2 separate regions of the Bombyx mori genome follow, and region 2 is linked to region 1. The links are chromatin contacts, called in public Hi-C maps. All regions are on one chromosome and are shown on one strand. Each heading gives the region's core, a stretch centred on a gene start, on an enhancer-like site or on the middle of the called end of the contact. The rest is flanking DNA. Distances are from core to core; before and after follow the strand shown.

Region 1 (3,126 bases), core at 177-2,676:
GTAATCATTTAATTTGTTGGGTGCGTTCATTATTAAAAATGTCATAAAAGTCAACTAAATGCACCAAATCGAAAAATATTTTTTTCAAAATGCCAATTGGGTTTTTTTTGGGATTATTTGGTTTTGGACGTTTGCTCCGAGTGTCGAGTTTAAAAAAATACCAATTACTATGTATTCAAAATAAATGTAAAATGAGAATATATAAATATAATATAGCCCTAAGAAGTGCGCGGTTGAAGTGGGAGTGCGCAGAGTATACTGTTCGTAGAACCTATGACCTCTCTGACTGGTCTGACTCTCTCAATATATGACCTCTGCGTTTTTGGATGGCGGCGCGGCGGCGCGGCGGCGTCGCACTGAAATACACAGTGTAGGTAGACCACGCAGTAGATCGGTGACCTACCGAAGGTCGAGGGAATCGGTTTGGGTAAGGCAAAACCCGCCATTGTGATGAACCTTAGGGAAGGCCTATATCCAGCAATGGACTTCCGCGGGCTGATGATGAGATGAAAGATGAACGCAGTGAAATGAAGTTGATTTACTTGAAATTGTAATCCATTGAAATGAAACGGAATAAAAAGGGATGAGATGAGATGAAGTGTAATATCGTAAAATGGTGGGAATTTATGGAAATTGAGTGGGCTTCGGAAGTACCCGTGAAACCGCATCTAGTGACTTTATTTAATTGTTAACTGTATTAATGTGTGTACGATTTTACGGCCCACCTGGTGTTATGTAGTTACCGGAGCCCATATATATCCTCAACGTAAATGCCGCCATACACATTGAGACATAAGTTCTGAGGCCTCAGTTTTTACAGTATCATGGCTGTCCTATCCTTCAAACCGAAACGCAGTACTGCTTCACGGCAAGCTGTGCCTACCCATGCGGGTCCTCAACATGCTTTGTCACCAGTAATAACACAAATTATAATTTTGCGGGTTTGATTTTTTTTACACAAAGTTATACCTTCACCATGGAAGTCGATCGCGAACATTTGTTAAATATGTATTTCATTGCAAAAATTGGTACCCGCCTGCGGGATTCGAACACCGTGACATCGCTTGATCTCATCTTATTCTTTAGGCTACGACAACTTCTAAGACTTTCCCACAGTTATGCAGTTTTACAGATGCTAAATGGTTAACTAATATTAATACATGCTTAAATTTGAAGAAACATTAAAATCCAAAAAAATAAAATAATTCACACAATCCATTCCTCGCATTCCCGCCAAAAAGTCCAACGCACAAAACCAAATATAAATTATTTTTTTGTTGGTTCTGTGGTTGGCTTTGAACAAACAGGAAAAAATCAACCTTCTCGATCGATATTTGGCGTGTTTCAAATAATTTGTTAAAGTCGATAAAATAATCGATTTTCTGATTCCAAATCGATTTTCCGATTGATACATCTCGCATCCATCCCTAATTGAATGCCCAGTTGACGGAGCGGAGTGAGTGCACGTAATCGGCGATACCTACGTTTTTTCAATTTAATGAGACGAGGAAATTATTGTAAATCGTCCTCTTATCTCCAAGATATGAAATTGCGGTTGTTATCTAAACACTGTACCTTTCGTATCTAAGACTACGAGTGTTGATTGTGATGCCGACGTATTTTGATTGTCTAAAGTATTAAGTAGTGAAAAAACGAGTTGTTCTGTGTAAGCATCCGTTGTGTTTTATTTTGTGACAAAGATTGCATAAAAAGCAAAAATGCAGGCAATCAAGTGTGTTGTTGTTGGAGATGGGTGAGTTCGTTGTATTTCTACGTCATTCTAGATTTCGTAACGTAATAATTTGAAACTCAAATGCTCTGACGTCATAATTTAAATTAAACATCTTAAACTTACGCCGTCGTTTCAAAGATAAACATGTATGTTATAATTGTTATCACCCTGCTATTGTTATATTGATATATATGTATCTAAAATTTGTATCATTTTAACAAAGTGACATCCAAATCAGATGTCGATTATTTCAATATAATTTAGAAACTTTATTTAGGTTATGATTTTCTCTCTATGGTTGGAAGAAATTATAAATTTAAAAATATAGATAAATGTATTGATGAATAGTCCATCTACATGTCATTGACCTTTAATAGAAATTTTCTTTCTTTTAACTATACTATACTAATATTACTACTGAGCAAAATCATATATTAACTATAATATTATTTTCTAAATTAGAAGAAAATCTTGCTGTTTACACTTTGCTCTCATTCTCATTTTACCAATAAAAACTGTAACAGCATCACATAATATGTGGTGAGAAAAAAAAAAATATTTTAAGTTTACATTACCTTTTAATAACATGGAATTTTAATTCGAGGGAAAATATTAAAAATAATGTTGTAGTGCTTTTTATTGTGAGGTTTGCTTTTTGTGGTCTTTATTTTAAAAGACATGTGTTTGTCTTTTTACTGTAAAAAAGAAACATTTTGATTTGAAGTTTTAATATTAAGATACAACAGAATAGCTCTTACTTATTTATTTGTTATATATTAATTCTACCGAAACATTTACCCAAATATTTTCAATTGAAAATTAATAATTTCATTCTCTCAGAAACTCAACTTAATGTAAACTTTGGGCTCCATGTTTCAACAGGTCCTCGGAATCAAAGTGGTTTCTTAAATCTATGGAGTCCTTAACAGAACAAAGTGGTATTCCATCCCTGGACAAGGATTTATGCTTTACTAAGGACCATTTTGGCTTCTCATAGAATACTGAAAGATGCCCAGCTATCCCAAATACCTACTACATCTATTTGACACCATGTTAAAGGTGGCGTTATGATTGTTAATAATCCTAATCTCAGAGTTTTTTAAACTGGAAACGATCTATGAAGACATTTTGATTCTCTTTGTATCTAGTACCATATTTTCCATGGTGCTAAGGAATTATTCAAGATCTCCATTTTAGCATCAAATATATGAAATAATGACACTATATTTAAATAGATATAAAATAAGATACATTTGAATTAAAATTCAAATGCATAATTCAATTATCTTTTTTTAAATATTGTGATAATCAACATTCATTACTTCAAGCCATTGTAAAATTGCTGGTATGTACAAGTTTAATTGCTTACAGAATTATTACTTATGCAACTTATG
Region 2 (3,126 bases), core at 200-2,699, 35 kb after region 1:
GAAAAACTGAGTAAGTCCGACAAACATGACGGTACAGAGGCACACGTGTCCATTCGAAAAGAATGCGATAAAATAACAACGTTATTTAGTTCCACGAAATAGAACAGGTTCAATATTGACGAGAAAACCAATTCAAAAACAATAGAAGGAAGTTTCACAAAAGTTAAGAATTAGTCATAAAATAGCAGATGTTAAATTTGTAATTTGTTTTTTCATTTGTTCCTCCTAAATAATATAAATAAATAAAGCTCGACTGTCGCTTATAGAGGTATAGATAAGTAGCAGTCTCACTTACGGAGGTCCATGAGGGAAAAACGACTCTCTCTTACAGAGGCTTCTGTTTCTCTCTAATAGAGGTTTTGGGAGCTTAAAATGACGGGTCCTGGCTATTACTCTCACTTATAGAGTTTTCTCACTTATCCAGTTCTCGCTTACCCAGGTTTGACTGTATTTTGTTTATTTTTAATTGTAACAGTATTTATGGCAAGACTAAGTATACATTAAGCGTCTAACGACCCGCCCTCGCGTCGCTTCGGAAACTGTAATTTATTATTGATTTCTCCACTATTTAATGGATGTTATTATACATATAAACCTTCCTCTTTAATCACTCGTATCTATTAAAAAAACCGCATCAAAATCCGTTGCGTAGTTTTAAAGATTTAAGCATACATAGGGATATAGGGACAAAGAAAGCGACTTTGTTTTATACTATGTAGTGATTAAGCGTCGCATGTTAACTTAAGTAGTACATTCTCACGAATGGCTTCCACGAATCCACGATGAAGGAATAACATCGTGTAATAAAAATCAAACCCGCAAAATTATAATTTGCGTAATTACTGGTGGTAGGACGTCTTGTGAGTCCGCACGGGTAGGTATCACAGCCCTGCCTATTTCTGCCGTGAAGCAGTAATGCGTTTTGATTTGAAGGCCGAGGCAGGCGTTGTACTGTAAAAACGGAGACCTTAGAACTCATGTCCTCAGGTGGGTGGCGACATTTACGTTGTAGATGTCTACGGGCTCCGGTAACCACTTAACACCAGGTGGGCCATGAAGTCGTCTACCCATCGAAGTAATAAAAAAAGAGGAACAAAATCGTTTAATTCTAATTGAATTTGTAGAAAATAGAAATTGGGTACTTAAAGAGATCTCAAAGTTGGTGGCGGTCTATGGGTTCCGAAAACAAAATAACGCCATGTGGGCTGTGAGCCATATGACCCGTTTGCTTAATAAAAGAAAAATCAATCGTGTAAACACCGTCTTGTATTAGTTAGGAAGGAAATAATGAATTGTGCCAGCCTGCAACCTATCGCTCTAGAGGCACTTATGGTTGTAGATAAGACGTTCTACTATTGTGATGTCGCGGCGTCGTCGCCCTGGTCGTGATCCCTCGATGATATCGCTGGCGTCGATCGAGAGTTTTTATTTGATTTAAACTACAATATTGACTGAGCCCTGACCCCATGAGTCACTGAGCACTTCGTTTGTCAGTGTCGTGAGTCAGTCGTTTGTGATATTATTATTGTTAATGGCGCTTCTTATATATTGTGATTTAAGAAGTTTAATTGACTTAGCTTTCATTGAATCATTTTTATATTTCATTGGATTGATGATTTTTTCGTGTTACCATAAAAAGAAAACATAACTGATTTAGTTAATCCGAAGCTAAGTTATTCTAAACAGTTTTATAATAATGCACCTCTTGCCCGTAATCCAATTTTTTTTATAGTTTATTATGTGGACGAGCTCACAGCCCACCTGGTGTTAAGTGGTTACCGGAGCCCGTAGAAATCTACAACGTAAATGCGCCACCCACCTTGAGGTATAAGTTCTAAGGTCTCAGTATAGTTACAACGGCTGCCCCACTCTTCAAACCGAAACGCATTATTGCTTCACGGCAGAAATAGGCAGGGCGGTGGTACTTACCTGCGCGGACTCACAAGACGTCCTACCACCAGTATCGTTATCTTTACATTATATGTGAGAAGACAGAAGCCCCATAGATTGGGATGACAACGATAATGTCAACTTGTAAAATTATTATTCCACCCTTCTGAACGGATGTTGGCTATTGCGGTATGCTAGTGTAATGCTCAGAGAATATTGCTACCCATTCTCCACGAAGAGAGGTTGATGCTATTGTAGGCAAAATGTATATACCAATTTTGTTTAAACTATTATTGCGACCGCTAGCTGAATGCTATCAACTATTGTATTTTCATTAAAAGCATACACTGTGACTGACACAATAGTTATAGGTAGGTGGGTTAAAGTGAACTTAGATATTCCTTTTTTTTGTATGACTGAAGTATTACTGGTGGCCCGGAGGCCTTGCCAATTTCACCAGGACAGGTGGACGAGCAAAGGCTCAGGGTCGGATTTGCTAACAGCTGCCCGAGCGCCTCCGAAGGAGACCTAAAAACTCAAGAGCAGCTGCTTCGCGAATGAATCTACTACCGGATTGAAATCGCAAATCGCTGAGGAGATCCGGCGAGAAACTTAGCGGGCTGATGTTTAGGTTAGGTTGCACGTCGAACTCTTTGCCGAGTTCGACGAGTACGGTTACCGCTTAAATTTTCCCTTAACAGACAAGTCAATGGAAAACATGTAAAAATCCTTAGTTCAAACTACAACGGATACATCACGCGTTTTTATTGTCATTATGTTATTTAAAAGCAGCGAATACTTTACAGCTTTCGTGTTCACAGAACACATGTAAAAAATATATTCCTTAAATTTTACGTTTCTCACAGATCGAACTGATATGATCTTGAGGTTTTGCCGTTTATTTCACTCGACTTTTCGTCTTCATGATAAAATGATGACAGGCTTAAGATAACTTCAATATGTCTATTACTCGCAAAAACCGAAGAAACTACTAAAAGTACTACTGGTCGCCCGGTAGTCGAAATTCGATTATAATTCATTGAAATCATAAGTTTGTACACTAAGTATTAAGATTCTATTTTCAAACTTCTATAATCACAAATTTCGTCAAGACTACACTATAGATAAATATTAATAAAGACAAACAATATTTAATCTATTCTCAATTTGACAACAGACGTCAAGAACAAAAGTTTGACAATAAATAAATAGTATGAATGCGTGTGTGCGTCAAAT

What was found. Hi-C and Micro-C count contacts between places; a contact is called where the count stands out from the background.
Region 2: a contact with region 1 is called in a Hi-C map of posterior silk gland, with 1.8 times the contacts expected there. The contact joins the enhancer-like site here to the promoter of LOC101736734 in region 1. A contact is called at or near these places in 4 of 7 Hi-C or Micro-C datasets (middle silk gland, posterior silk gland and whole pupa).

What each region holds. Positions count from the first base shown.
Region 1 is chr17:12,420,184-12,423,309 of ASM3026992v2, forward strand. LOC101736734 (ras-related protein Rac1) reads left to right here and starts at 1,427. Exons shown (of 6, transcript XM_004932496.4): 1 at 1,427-1,753. The coding sequence starts at 1,719.
Region 2 is chr17:12,454,917-12,458,042 of ASM3026992v2, forward strand. All of the region lies in intron 1 of LOC101736734 (ras-related protein Rac1), which reads left to right. Among protein-coding and RNA genes, the nearest start is that of LOC101737414, 23 kb to the right of the region's middle. Within about 2 kb of position 1,450, at least 7 of the 8 cell types and tissues checked have open chromatin away from gene starts, as enhancers often do.